Regions from separate parts of the Danio rerio genome. Here regions 2 and 3 are each linked to region 1. A link is a contact called in public HiCAR-type data. All regions are on one chromosome and are shown on one strand. Each heading gives the region's core, a stretch centred on a gene start, on an enhancer-like site or on the middle of the called end of the contact. The rest is flanking DNA. Distances are from core to core; before and after follow the strand shown.

Evidence for each region. HiCAR-type assays count read pairs that join an accessible place to other places.
Region 2: a HiCAR-type map of caudal fin shows a contact between it and region 1, with 5 times the contacts expected there. The contact joins two enhancer-like sites. A contact is called at or near these places in 1 of 18 Hi-C or Micro-C datasets (an unstated tissue) and 1 of 4 datasets of contacts at active chromatin or transcription factors (caudal fin).
Region 3: a HiCAR-type map of caudal fin shows a contact between it and region 1, with 5 times the contacts expected there. The contact joins two enhancer-like sites.

What each region holds. Positions count from the first base shown.
Region 1 is chr18:37,527,472-37,532,592 of GRCz12tu, forward strand. All of the region lies in intron 2 of tiparp (TCDD-inducible poly(ADP-ribose) polymerase), which reads left to right. Among named protein-coding and RNA genes, the nearest start is that of tiparp, 14 kb to the left of the region's middle. Within about 2 kb of position 2,165, at least 22 of the 62 cell types and tissues checked have an H3K27ac peak or open chromatin away from gene starts, as enhancers often do. A contact at or near this core is called in caudal fin, where this site is marked.
Region 2 is chr18:37,771,599-37,776,719 of GRCz12tu, forward strand. All of the region lies in intron 7 of lekr1 (Leucine-, glutamate- and lysine-rich protein 1), which reads left to right. Among named protein-coding and RNA genes, the nearest start is that of lekr1, 190 kb to the left of the region's middle. Within about 2 kb of position 3,168, at least 7 of the 62 cell types and tissues checked have an H3K27ac peak or open chromatin away from gene starts, as enhancers often do. A contact at or near this core is called in caudal fin, where this site is marked.
Region 3 is chr18:37,706,330-37,711,450 of GRCz12tu, forward strand. All of the region lies in intron 5 of lekr1 (Leucine-, glutamate- and lysine-rich protein 1), which reads left to right. Among named protein-coding and RNA genes, the nearest start is that of lekr1, 120 kb to the left of the region's middle. Within about 2 kb of position 2,547, at least 14 of the 62 cell types and tissues checked have an H3K27ac peak or open chromatin away from gene starts, as enhancers often do. A contact at or near this core is called in caudal fin, where this site is marked.

The DNA.
Region 1 (5,121 bases), core at 915-3,414:
TTCCATAGTATTTGTTTTTCTTACAATGGAAGTCAAGGATTACAGGTTTCCAGTGTGAAAAAAAAGTTTGCAACCAATTCAGAGCAGGTAAATAGTGAGTAAATTTTCATTTTTAGGTAAGCGATCCTTAAATACCTTGATTTGTTTAGTCAAAAAAGGAAATAGAAGACAGACAGCAAGCTATTGGCATCCATGTTTGTTGTTTACAGTTGTGAGAGAAGTAGAATGTTGCTTTGCTTATCGCTAGTTTAGATCAGGACTGATCTGTACAGATACAGAAGAATAGGCCTAGTTCAGGGATTTCCAACCTTCATTTAAATTTGGTTGTGTAAATGACTTTTTCAATTGTGAAACAAAGGTCTGGAGCCCATTCTAAGCACCTACATGAACACAAATGGTTGTGTTTTATTATGAGTCATGTACCAGATTTATTGTCAGTTTTCTTTAAAAGTTCTGCCTCTTAAGTCATGTAATGGCCAAAGGTTTGTTTACCTGCAGAGTATTTGCTGGCTTTCGTAAATGCTTTGACTTTGACTTCTTCTTTTACTGTTAAACTGGCTTTTAAAGGTTACCGTAGTGTAATAATTTACTTTATTTAGTTTATTCAAGGCAATTTATCATCGCTGGATAATGTTTTTAAATGCTCGTTGCTCCCTGTCCTTTTATATCTAACCAAGTCAAATGAGGGTGTGTGTGTACTGGCTGATCTCAGCGTGAATCATCAGGCAGTTACAGGTCATGGTCACCGTGACGATGAACACTGCCTTATGATTGGGTCAGGGGGACATCAAAGTGACGGAGCGCTTTAGCCGGGCTTACAGGAAGAGCAGAACAGGTTATTCACCCGTGACTCCACCTCACAGGTAAGGGAGAGATAAAGAGAGGTAAAACTGGCTTATCCACAGCTCATCTCTCTCTTCTTCTCTGTGTTTTCCTTAACACCATTTAATTACACTCTGTGCATCCTGATTATTGGCTACCCATTCATGTTCTTCTATGTAGATCAGATTGAATCCTTTGTGTCCACTCATTTTTTTCTACTTTCAGAATTGAGCCACAGAGATGGACTAGATAATTCTAGAGCTTCATAAGTAGGTTGTGCTGATGAGTGCAGAGGGAATCAGTGTTTGCACTTAATTTAATGGCTGGGAGATTATTTTTAGTGTTTGAGAGGGAAAGAGGCATAAAGGACAAGAGGTTTGAAGCTGTCTGGTGGTCCTGTGTGTGTATGGGCTGACCGCAGTTTTGTCTGTGAGGCAGGGTAAGGGGACACTGGGATTTCTATTGTTGTCACCATGCTATTACTCAGTCCGTCAGGCGCTCTGATGGATAATGGTCTCCATGGTTACCCAGTGCACAGGTGGTCGACTCAGGTTCGGCATGCCATGCTTGAAAAAGAAGCGAGCACTTGTGTGAAAATGAAAAGTGTGTGTGGGTGAGCCACTGTGAATCCTAGCTTGTCAGGAAAGCCGCCACAAATGTGTGTGTATGTGTGTGCGCGCTGCAGAGAAACACATCTTACTGGGTGTCGCATACCTTGATGCACTCCCAAAAGAAAAAGGTAACATGAGCTGATCAGCATTACACAAATTCACATGTGTTTGTGTAAAAGCGCACCATGTCGTGAAATGGAAGCTACGCTACGATACTTTCCATTGTCGGCTTTACAGGTTGCTATAGATAATTACATCTGCAAAATGATGTAATAAATGACACAAATGGAGTACCGAGAGAGCTCTATCTGTTCTGAGACGCGGTGTAATTCTCTTGACTCAATCTCATTTCATGTTGTCTTTACCTCCTGGTGCAGTCACTTCTCTACCCATTCCTCCGTAATCCCAGAATGCCCTGTTCTTTCATTATTGTACCTCATTGTACAAGCAGAGAGTTCTGGACAAAGAACAAGCATTGAGAAGAGAAAGAACAGAAAGAAACAGACTAAGCTCTAAAGAGCTTGTTCATTTACCAAGAACCAGTTTTCTCTCGTCTGTTTTGTTGTTGATGTTTTCACTTGGGGAAGTGATAGCCATCGTTTCTCGCTAATGGCTTTTGTTTGCTCCTGCTTTAGATGCAGGTGGAGGGAAAGTGCGGTGTCCACACACACTACCCTTCTCAGTCCCCGTGCCCTGAGGACAGATGTTGGCACTGTCGAGCGTATCTCTGCTGCTGTATTGAGCGCAGATGACTAAGCATGAGTCAGCAGCACCCTGGAGCGAAACTAGCAACACAGTGATTCCTGCAGAAGGAGATTTGGGTTGTGAAACTCACAAGTGGCTGCAGTTCGGTTAAGAAACTCCAGCTCTGGCCCGTCTTGAGTTTTGCATCTGTGGATCAGTGAATGTTTGTTGTGTTAGGCACAGTGCTTTTATTTTGGTATGTCAGGGCGGACATTTTGTACATAAATTCTAGGGGGTCTGATCATGTTGTTTCCCTTATTCTCGGCTCAGCTGCTTTCAGGAAAAAGATTTGTGTCATTCAGTAAAACCTTTTCTGCTTCTTACAAGTGAGGAAAGATACAAATGAGGAATTTCTCAATTGTCACAAATGTTTTCTGCTTCTCACGCTTTCTCCTGAGAAAAAGAGCTATGTTTTGTCCAAGGCTTTTTAGAATTGTCAACGTGCCACATTCTATTAAACCATTAAATGATTTTATCTACTTAAACATTTTGACTTCTTGATTAAAACTACTAGTAGTAATTAAAAATAGGAGTAGTAGTAATAACTGAAATAAAGCTTTACTGAAGTTATTTTTAAATATTATATAAAAACATGAACCAAAATAATACAAGTAAAATAATAGCATGATTGTAATATAACTAATTATAATATGAATAAAAAAGACTTGTTTATAGTGGCAAAAACATATAATATAGCTAAACTATATTATAAACATTGAATTGACAAGAATAGGAGACCATTTAGCTTAAAATCATCCTAGTCTTAGCAGGGATTTTTGTTTTTTATGCTCTTCCCATGTTTCATAAATTGTCAAATTTGTGTCCTAGAAATTTTCGAAGATATAACCAATCAGCGAGATGCAGTCAAAACATCTTCACTTTAACATACACTACCCATCAAAAGTTTGGAATCAACATGATTTTTAAATGTTTTAAAAATCCCCAAGGCTGCATTTATTTAATCAAAAATACAGTATAAATGGTAAAATAGTAAAATGTTACTAAAATGTTATTTTAATTTGAAACTACATACAATATGTATTCAATAAGTAGTTATTTCAATTTTGTATAAATATTTAAAAATTTAACATTAATTTTAGATTCATTAAATGCCCTCTTGATTAACAGAATAAAAAAAAAACAGGAAAAAAAAATCTCACTACGAAACTAGTGTTTCTAGAGAAACTGTTGATGTTGTTGTGTCGTTTTCTGCAGATCTGTGAGAATGAGGATCATTTTTGACAACGTTGTCTAATGTATTTTTAGTATGTTGCCGTGTAAGCGAACATAAAGTTGCTAGCTTCGATTTCTTTAGCTTTTTTTTTCCAGAGCCATCAGTTCTGTTCTCTCCATGTTGGCTTTTCCCCTCTGAGCCAATGAATGTTTTCCAGACATGCGATAACACAAACAGTTCTCCTGATGCTGGATTTGTGAGTAACAATTGTGTTCTGAAGGACATTAACGCCTTCAAATGGTTACGTTTGGCTGTTATTATTGGACTGGTGTTATCTAGTGCTTTGGCTCTGACGGCCAGATGGAAGTACTGAAACTGTTTTGTTCTGGTCTACAGCACGGGAGATGGTCTATCTGTTGGGTTTTACGTTGGCTGAGCCGGAGGCCGTGTGCTTGGGCAGAATGTGTGTTTGTGTGCCCGGAACTGTCTGTGAAAGACAGGCTGTCCCGAACACGCTGCGTTAGACTGATCCTGGGTGTGTATGATTGAAGCCCACGGTGTTCCAGTCGAGAGGACATAATGTGTGTCTTTTTCTATGAAAAAGTGAGATGGGATCGTTTCGGTCGATTTTGGGGTCTTGATCTTAAAAGAATAGTTTTCTGGAATGATAAGTTTGTCGAAACATTCACTCACTTTCTCACACTGTTTTTTTACATAGTGAATGACCAAAAAATTCAAAACAACAGCAAAAATCTTATGAAGCGACCCTATTTCTAAATTGCGAAAACACATTTAAATTAAAAACACACAATTGTTTAATTATTTAATATTTATTTTCAATTCCAGTAAATTGTTAAGCTAGGCAATTCTGAATGGGTGATTTTGTGAAAAGGTGTCATTTCAGTTTTATTTATAGAATATATAATATTCAATACATTGAATATGGGGTGAGATGTTTACTCAGTGTTTAGCACTCACAGCAAGAAAGTAGCTAGTTTAAGTCCCGGCTGGATCAGTTGGCATTTCTGTGTTTACATGTTCTCCCTGTGTTTGCGTGGGTTTCCTTCGGGTGCTTCAGTTTCCCCCAAAGTCCAAAGACATGCGCTATTGACCTTATTTAGCGATATGGGAGTGCACTCGTTTTTGTTTTAGAACTTCTGAATCAGTTGCCTATGGGAGAAATGACTAAGAATACTAAACGGCAGTAAACAGTCAAACTACTTGCTCTACAAACAAGTGTTTGCATGTTTATAAAGACTAAGTAAAATAATATAATAAGAAATATAAGTTTGCAACATCAAGCAGCATAACAAACTGTTTTTAACCTCTAAAAATGAATGGAAGTGAATGAGACCGGAAGTCTCGAGCCAAAAAAAATTTTAAATGGCTGTGTCTGCTTGTACACAAAGAATAAAGTAAATAGGTAAATTAAATAAACTAAATTGGCTGTTGCGTATGTTTGTGCATGTGAGCGTGTATGGTAGTTTGCCAGTACTGGGTTACAGCTGGAAGGGCATGCACTGCATTAAACAACCCCTAATAAACAAGCAACTAAGCCGAAGCAAAATGAATGAATGAATGAATGAATGAATGAATGAGTTCTGTTATATGCTTTTGCATTTCTTTCTTTCCTTCTTTCCAAATTTAGTTTTGGTTATTAATTTCCAGTGTTATCGTGAAGTGAGCAACAATCTCAACCAAAAGTGTGATTTATTTGCAAATCAGATGTTTATATGTGTAGTTTTGAGTTGTATCAGTCATATGGATTGG
Region 2 (5,121 bases), core at 1,918-4,417, 250 kb after region 1:
GTAAACACACACAATCTTCAGCAGCTCGTGCAATGTCTCTCTATGCGTGTCTCTCTATGCGGGTGCTTTCCATCTTAAATAACAAATTCGCAAAAGATATGAGAATGTTTTATATTATTTATACATGCTTATTCCAAATATATGTGATAAACTCTCGTCAGATTTTATTTTAGAGAGCAGGGATGAGCTGTGTGCTCTTCATTTCTGTCTGTTTCAGGAAGCTAATGGTGCTAACAGATGCTCTGAGGACCAGTTTACACTAATACATTTTAGTCTTAAAATGCATAAGTTTTGCTACAGTTACGCAATCCGTCCACACTACGCCAGAGTTTTTAAGTGCCAAAAACAGAGCATTTTAAAAAACGCTGGAGAGGCCGTTTTCATTCTAAAATGTTGCTGTTCCATCTCTGATTGGGGCTTTTTTCTTAATATTAGGTAGCCTACACAAAGTTCAGTCCTGCATACTTTCCTAGTAAATTTAGACTTCACAAGTTTGATATGGAAAACACACTTTTTAGGACACGACAGGTAAATCTTCAAAGGGAACAGTGTACTTTATAACCTCATTCACATCATCCTGGCTACGTTGTTTCACTTTCTTAACAATAAAACACAATGTAAGAAACTGCCTATTTTCCTTTTGAAATTAGCAACTTAACAGACAGCAGAAATGTTGAGGTGTTGTGTAGCTGCATATTTATATGCGCATCATCTTCACTGTATGCATATTTATAATAAAACAGAGCTTATAATATAACTGCCTCCTTTCATTTTCTTTGAAAATATGAAACATACCCTCTCTTTTGCTGAATATCAGTTCTAATAATCAATAATGGCTATTATAAAAGTATAACGTACAATAAATGTATACAATATAGGAAATAAAGGCAAGCAATCAGTCAAGATACAGAATGTACGTGGTTACATTAATTATTTACTTATCTTTGCGCTCAGCCAAAATACGTTATCTTAGAACAAGTAATAGATTCAAAAGACCAAAGTCAGGGAATATGCCGTTAAATACAGACAACAAGATGAATATCAAGTTTAACAAATATAGTGAGATTGGATCTAGCGGTAGATCCTTGATGAACAGTCCTGGGTAGATCTGGTTAAATATGCTGCAGCGTATTCCAGAGTGTGTGTGAGTGTGGTCACGTGATGTGCGTTTTCAGTGGTGTGGTGTAGACGGAGAGTTGTTTAGTCAGAAACGCCGAGTGAAATGCTAGTGTGGACACGGATCATTTTCATTCTGAACGTTACATTAAAACTAAAACGTTCTAGTGTAAACGGTGAAAAATGTGATTTTTTTTTTTTTACAAATGAAGCGAGAGCACACATTGCTTTGCATCTTAGAAACACAACCAAGCCTTAAAAATACATTATGGGCCACCACTTTAATGAATTTTATTTAAATGTTTATCCATGTAGTTGAATAGTTTCAATGTATCCCTTTCCCCAAGTGTCCTGCAAAATCTGCTGTTCCGGAACAGAACACTATTTATTTTATTTTTCATTAAATACACGTTTTATAAACTCACTCTCACACTTACTTTTTACATGTGAGATTCTAACGAAATTCAACATGTTTACTTCAGTTAGAATTTGCAGAGCAGTTTTACATCATGTTGATTGCTGTGTCTATAAAATAAACAGTTGTTTTGCATATTTAAATGTGACATGCAAATCATGTTTATTACACTGAATGCACTGTCACACATTTTGTGTGCCTTTTTGCAAATAGCAATGGCAATTAAAAAATATTTTAAACAGCATTATATATATATATATATATATATATATATATATATATATATATATATATATATATATATATATATATATATATATATATATATATATATATATATATATATATATATATATATATATATAAATATATATATATATATATTGAGGGGGCTAATATTTCAGGGGGCTAATAATTTCGACTTTAATCATTTCAACTGTATATACATTTTAATTTATACTGTCTTTCACATGTAAATAAAATTACACTGAATCTTATTTAAATCAATATCTAGTTCTCATACCATCATCATTTTAATATGTATATAGAACTGTGAATACATTAATAGCAGTAATACATTTATTTACCATTACATTTACATTAAGGCTAAGAGCAATGCAGATGTAAACTGTAAGTTGTCATGCATTCAGTTGAGCGTTAATGATACTATAAAGTCATTATATAAAAAACATTATAAGCTTTTTGAAAACATTTGTGAATCTTTTCGTTCCACAAATGCTTCTTTATTGTGCAATAAAATGTATTCTTACATTATTAAAATGCTCTCTAGACTAAGAAAGTCCACAAATGCCATAGGTTGCAGGTCAAATATCAGGATTTAAAAAATCATTTATTTTTTATTCTTTTGTGCCACAATTTTGATTCAGGATTTTTATTGAATCCGTTACGCCTAGTATGAGCAAAAGCAATCATTTCTTTATTTCAAATCGAATCCATTCTTTGGGAAAGTCTGATGTCTTGAGCATGCGAAAGTTACAGAGAGCTGCGTTCTTGTTTTCAGGTCCACTTGACCTGACAAGCCATCACGTTTTCATCCAAACAGAGACGTCCATCTTTAACACGTTAATCTCATAATCGCTTTCTCTCTCTTTCTCTCCCTTTTCCTCTCCCCCTCGCTCTTATCTCTAGTGTCACAGAGATCCAGGGGAAATAAAAGGTTATCTTAACCCGCTGTCAGATAGCAGTGTGTCACAGAGCTCAGCGAAACCTTCAGGCAACCATAATAAACAAAGGAAGAAAGATCTTCAAACCTCCGTTAGACACTCGTCAATCCTCCAACCAGCATCAACAGCTCATTTGGGACCCTCAAACTCCCCTGTTTCTCCTATAGACTTGTGTTTTGGGAGCCGACGGGAGAGGATGGGGAGTATTGGCGTGAGATGGAGAAAAATATTTGTGAGTTGGGGTGGGCTTTGGGGGTGGGGTGGAGATGCAGAAGTCTTAACGGTTGACAGATGACGTCCGCGGGGAATCTATACTGTTTCGGCCTTGAGAGGGAATTGGAGAAATTGGAGAATGAGACGTAAGGCGAGAGACTGATTGTTATTCGACTTAGCAATGCAGGGATTTCTCTGCTTAACATTAGGCCTCGGGAGCCTCGTCTGCCGTAGAGCAAGAAAAGAAGAAAGACGAGAGCTGAGTTTCCCGTTTATTACCAGTCGTGCTCAGACATGCAAGGTTTGTGCTTGTGTCCTGATCGACAGGAAGGTCAGTCTGAGAGCCAGAGGGAGAGTCTGTCTGAGGAGTCCTGTGTTAGTGTGTGAAGTTATCTGGGTTGAGTTGCGTGAGTGTGTGTACTTGTTTATGTGGTTCACCACGTTTATTTTTATAATGAAATGGGTATGACGTAGGTATGACAATGTTTATGTGGTTTATAAGGACACACTTTTGACATTCAAAATTTAACATAGCAATATAAGTCTTATCCAGTGCTGATAAGCCAGAAATTAATTATCATTTTATGAAACATATTAATAATAAACAATAAATGGACAACTTTAAAACTACTCTACCATTAAAAAGCATTGTATGTATATTTTTATATTTATTTTTTATATTTATTTTAAATTTATTTTGTATTTATTATAATTATGTGCTTATGGTTAACTTAAAATAAGTGTTTGTTGTACTAAAAGGTAATCTAAATGTAAAAACCTGTAATAAACACTTCTAATGGTTAAATTAAACACACACACAAACACACGTTAATTTTGGTAGTTTACAAGACTCTCCATATAGGGGTAATGCATTTTATATAGTAAAAACTGCTTATTATATGGCTCTAACCCACCCTAAACCAAATCCTCACAGGCAATATATAATAACACCCTGTTAAGTATCATTTTAAGCAGTTTGAATTATGAGATATCTCTTAGCAAACCAGCTTAATAATGTTGGTCATACTTAGTCATAATACAAATTTCTATCCTTGTAAACCACCGAAACCATCACACACCAACACACACATATAGTTTTCTGTTTGTGCTACTTTTTTGAGCAGAGGACAAAAAGCCTAAATTACATTATAAGTGAGACTGTGGGTTTGCGTGAACTGTACATGTGTATAAAATGTTTAAATGCGACGTGACACAACTGCTAGACTAGCTTGGAGAGTTTGAGAATGTCATAATGAATTAATGAGTATAAAACACTGACTGAGTGATAGACACACATGTAAACACAGTCTGGCAGGCATTAAACGAAAGCACGTTCATACACACAGACACACAAAAGTCCCCTGTTAGCATATTAATAGTCTCGGTTAAACAAACATTTGACTCGCGGCCACAAAGTTTGGTTCATTTTGCAGATTATTCCGGCATGTCTGGGAAATCCGAATAATTATAATGTTGTATAATAAGCATTCTTTTCTAACATACCTGTCAACATTAGGATGTGAAAATAAGGGATATCCCCAAATAAATATTATATTAAAATAACTAAATATGTTCATCTGGAGCAGTTTCATTGGGAATACACAGTTAAATTGAAATTACAATTAAAATAAATAGCTATTATAAAGAAATAAAATCAAGCTATCAAATCTCATAAATCTTTTCTTCACTGTATAACTTAAACGTTCTGAATAAAGAGCAACAAACAAATCTCTCATTTAGATTTTTCATTTGATTACATTAAGTAACAGAGGTGTTACTTTAAAAATGCACACATCTAACATTATAATGACAGCATTTGATTGTTTTCCTAACTTTTTATGCTCATTTAAGACAAAATTAGCTGTGTTTGAAAGAAAACACACCAAAATGGACATCTTTAGGTAATATTATTATTAATTTTGTGTATTTTTCTGTTCAAACCATTCAAACACGCACTCAAAACCCAGACTTTCGCTTCGCTTCAAATCACTTGTACAGAATCAATTTGGAAAACTGGGTCTATTTATTACTATGCAGCATGTCAGCTGACAGTTAAGCACCGCTTCATGAACTGACTGTTTAGAGGATTGCAGTGGGGGGGCAACGACACTCGTATCGCTCCTGTTTTATATTTATTTCAAAGTGTTTTCATGCCTAAATAAAATGAAAGCACAGAACAGTTTCACATTTAAG
Region 3 (5,121 bases), core at 1,297-3,796, 180 kb after region 1:
ATATATATATATATAGAGAGAGAGAGAGAGAGAGAGAGAGAGAGAGAGAGAGATAAATTAATATAGATTAAATAGTTATAATTCGTTCAGAAACTCGGACATAGACCAACAAAAATCAGTCCTGAATCAGATGAACAGAAAAATCAGACACTCAAAAGATGTGAAAAAAATATTAAAAAACCTTTATTCATATAACTAATCTTTAAAAATTTCGACAGAGAGCTGCCTTCATCAGAGTAACAGTGATCAAGTGCATGCGTCTAGAGTTTCTTTTAAATGCTACGATCTCATGACCGAAATTCAACTGTATAACTGTAATATATATATATATATACTGTGTATATATATACTGTATATAAACAGTTTATATATATATATATATATATATATATATATATATATATATATATATATATATATATATATATATATATATATATATATATATATATATATATATTAGAGCTGCACGATTCTGGCTAAAATGAGAATCGCAAATTTCTGGCTTAAAATAAAGATCACAATTTTCTCACGATTCTACAGATGTAAAATAAAGGTATGGTAAAAACAAACATACGGCAAAACATCAATAATAATATTATGTGTAGGTCTACTGGTTTCTATTATTAGTTCTATTCTACTTATATTAATTCTGATGTTGAAATATTATGTTTGACATATTTGCCTGTAAAAATTTGTCATTATCAGATTATATTCAACATTAAAGGCTAGAGTAGTTATACTGACATTGTAAATATTTATTTTCATGCACAACTCTGTTCGTTATAAAAGAAATAACATATCAAATGCTTGTCGTAATCAGAACTCTAAATTACGATATGATTATTTTAAAGATGTGCACACTTTCAATTACATTTTGACTGCTAAGTGCTTGCGCATACTTCGCGCGCGGCTCTTAAACGATCACTTTGTACCACAAACTGAATATTATTTACAACAGTATTATCTGTTAACAGTGCATGCAGTTTCTATTCACTTCAAGTAGACGCGCGTGCGTCTATTATTAGTGGCGTGCGCCCTCTCTGTGATAACAGCTCATGGTCAGCAGCTCACGTCACGAGTGATTTCTCGCCTGCGAAAACATTTTATGAAGACAAAAATGACATTTTTAGTTAAATTTTACCTTATAAATACAGTATGTGACTCACTCAACATCATTTGGAGTTGTCCATGTCACTGAGCAACATGTGTGAAACAATGAAAAGACTTGTGCGGCCGCCTTTTCTTCTCTCCTGAACTTGAAAATATGATTGACAGAATAGTAGAAATGCTGGATTAAGATCGTCTAGGGGGTCGAATCGAGATCGCGATCTTTTTTCCATTAATTGTGCAGCTCTAATATATATATATATATATATATATATATATATATATATATATATATATATATATATATATATATATATATATATATATATATATATATATACAGTTGAATTAAGAATTGTTAGCCTCTCTTTGACTTTTATTTCTTTTTCAAACATTTTCCAAATGGAACAGAGCAAGGACATTTTCACAGTATGTCTGATAATATTTTTTCTTCTGGAGAAAGTTTTATTTGTTCTATTTCGGCTAAAATAAAAAGCAGTTTTTAATTTTTTAAACGCCATTTTAAAGACAAAATTATTACCCCCTTTAAGCTATATATTATTTGATAGTCTACAGAAAAAACAATCACTATAAAATAACTTGCATTATTACCCTAACCTGCCTAGTTAACCTAATTAACCTAGTTAAGCCTTTAAATGTCACTTTAAGCTGTATGGCAAAGATAAAGTAAGTCAGTTATTAGAAATGAGTTATTAAAACTATTATGTTTATAAATATGTTAAAAAACTCTCCGTTAAACAGAAATTGCAGAAAAGAAAAATAAACAGGGGGGCTAATAATTCTGACTTCATCATATATATATATATATATATATATATATATATATATATATATATATATATATATATATATGTGTGTCAATGGTAACAGGTTTTCAGCATTCTTCAGAATATCAAGTGTTTAACAGAAGAAAGAAAGTAATGAAGGTTTGAAACAAGTAAAGACTGAGTAAATGGTGATCTGAACTCAAATTATGTTCAAGTAATGCAAATTTGCAGTGTCAGCAATCAGAATCAGCATGCTTTTAAATGGACTTCTGTGTGAGCTGCCTCAAAAGACAATTGGTGTTTTTTTTTTTGCCTGTGAAATTTCTTTCAAATTCTGTCGTGTGTTTACATCAAGATAGCCAAATCTATGTTTCAGTTTTTACAAACCAACCTAGTTGTGATTTGCATGTTTGCACATATATGTTAAGAGTATATTTGCAGGCGTTTGTTTGGTTCAAACATCTTTATGCAAATGATTTAATGCACTGACAATAACACAAGCGTACTTGTTATGCGTCGCTCAGCATAGTTTTGGTTAGCAGATGATTTGGGTGCCGTAGGGTGAGTTAACCTCTCACTCACCCTGTGGGGTGTGTGCGCGCAGACGTTTGGAACCGCCCTTCTTCTGCCTGTTGCACGTTCCACAAAGCTGCCAAATTCCAGCAAGTGTGTGCGTGCGTGTGTCACTGAGAGGTGAATGAGTACAAAAGGCTAGAATCCTTTGAACCAACGGACAGGTATTTTGTTTACAGTAGCCTAAGGAGTGTTTAGGCTTCGCTTTTCCTGCCTCCCTCTACCTGTCTTTCAGCATGCATGCGTAGTCAGATGCATATTTCTAAATGTGCGTATTTTACCACGCTATTCTCCAGTCAGATCAACAGAAAGCATAAGTCATAAGTGTCTGTTTGTTCATGCAGGTTTTGCTCCTTTTCGAAAGACAGCCTGTTTGTGTGCAGAAATGCACAAACTGTACAGTATGTGCGTGGGTAAAGGCCAAACTGATATGGGTGTGGGTGCTACAATTATGCGCTGCTACCTGTCTGTCTGCTTTCCACGGTTATGAGACATGAGGGGCAGACGAGATGAGAGTTGAAAGGTATAAAAATTAGTAAACAAATGACAGAGGAAGAAAAATATGAGAAGAAATGTCAGTATTGTATGTCAGTATTGTTGTCACATTGTAGGTCTGTGGTCTAAATTTCCTTTCTTATTGATTGATTTATTGATTGATGAATTGACTGACTGACTCTGACTGACTGACTGACTGACTCTGACTGACTGACTGACTCTGACTGACTGACTGACTGACTGACTGACTGACTGACTGACTGACTGACTGACTCTGACTGACTGACTGACTGACTGACTGACTGACTGACTGACTGACTGACTGACTGACTGACTGACTCTGACTGACTGACTGACTGACTCTGACTGACTGACTGATTGATTGATTATTTGGTTGATGAATTGACTGACTGACTCTGACTGACTGACTGACTGACTCTGACTGACTGACTGACTCTGACTGACTGACTGACTGACTGACTGACTGACTGACTGACTGACTGACTGACTCTGACTGACTGACTGACTGACTCTGACTGACTGACTGATTGATTGATTATTTGGTTGATTGATTGAAGCAGAAATGCATTAACATGCCATTTCTAGATATTGACCTCATTTTGTGATGCAGAAGTGTGCTTGTTTTTGTTTTAGAACTTCCAATTCAGGCTATGAGAGAAATGTCAGGGAATAATAAACGGCAGAAAACCGTTCAACTACTATTACCCGCGGTGCAAAGTTCGCCCATGGAAACCTTTGGTTTGGCACCCAATCCTATCTGAAATGAGAGAGAGAATGATGGGGAGTTGATTGGAATAAATGATTTTGACGGAGATCATCATATTTAACATAGCCATTTGTTTAATTGTTTAATTGAGGAGCTACAAAAAAGCCAACTAAAATCAATTGTTGTAAATGAATCAGATTTTTAAAATGTAAATGCTGCTACTTAACAGATAGAGGACAATGCACAAGACATCGACCAGCAAATCAAGCCAAGAGCAGCTTGACTAGTGTTTTCAGCATTGATCTCCATTGTGTTATAAATGGGATTGTTTATGCTTTTACTATAGTAAGTTCATTAGAACATGTGTAAAATGATACTGAATCATTAAATACAACCTGGGCTCATACTGAAAATGTACCACTATATACATTTCTGGAGACCACCAAATATGCCCCAGGAGCCATTCTTTTGCAGTTTTTGTTTTCTCAAATTTTTGAGATCTCAACTTTCTCTTGCGAGTGCCATTTGCACCTGCTCTTCTCGCGTAAATCCAGCAGAGGCTGCTGACTGTTTGACTGACTGAAGGACTGACTGACAGATGATCGACTGACTCCCTCTTCTTCTTCCTTAAACCCAACCAATAGTATTTTCAAAATCACCAACTGACTCGCCCACCCACTTCCCTAAACCTAACTAACAATTTTTAAAAGCAATATAGATAAAGAAAAGCCCTCGCCTGATTTTTACCATGTGTACCCATTCTCAAACTGTTATTTAACTGTTTATTAGATTTTTTGGCTTCTGTTTCTTCTTAACTGCTTTCTGGAATCGTTAACCAGACTCAAACCCTGTCGTCATGGACAACTCCTCTCTGAGTCTCATGTCCGCTGATCTACATGGCTAGCTAATGGGACAAACTGGTAACAGCGCGAAAATTGTCCATACGAAGGTAAGTGTTCATTTGGTGAAGAGTGAAAAGGAACAGCGTCATACCGCTCCTTAGCGTTCATTTTAAAAATTAAATGCACCCATCCATAGCTCTGGCTACATAATTCACGATCTCCAGAAATGTTTATAGGGCTATGTCAGAATGAGTTTCTGAGCCTATGATTAATTAATGTTTCAAAAGAATGTTTTCTAGTTATTTTTAAATATTAGCAACTAAATTAGAAAAGTTTTCTCAGAGATGGGTTGCGGCTGGAAGGGCATCCGCTGTGTAAAAATGTGCTGGATAAGTTGGCGGTTCATTCCGCTGTGGCGACCCCGGATTAATAAAGGGACTAAGCCAAGAAGAAAATGAAAAAATGAAATTAGAAAAGTACACACGACAAATTTTATGTAATACGGTTTGGTATATTCGACTTCGGTCCGCCGCCAACATTGACAAATAGATCATAAAGCAGAATCTCAAGCACAATGTCTGATCCA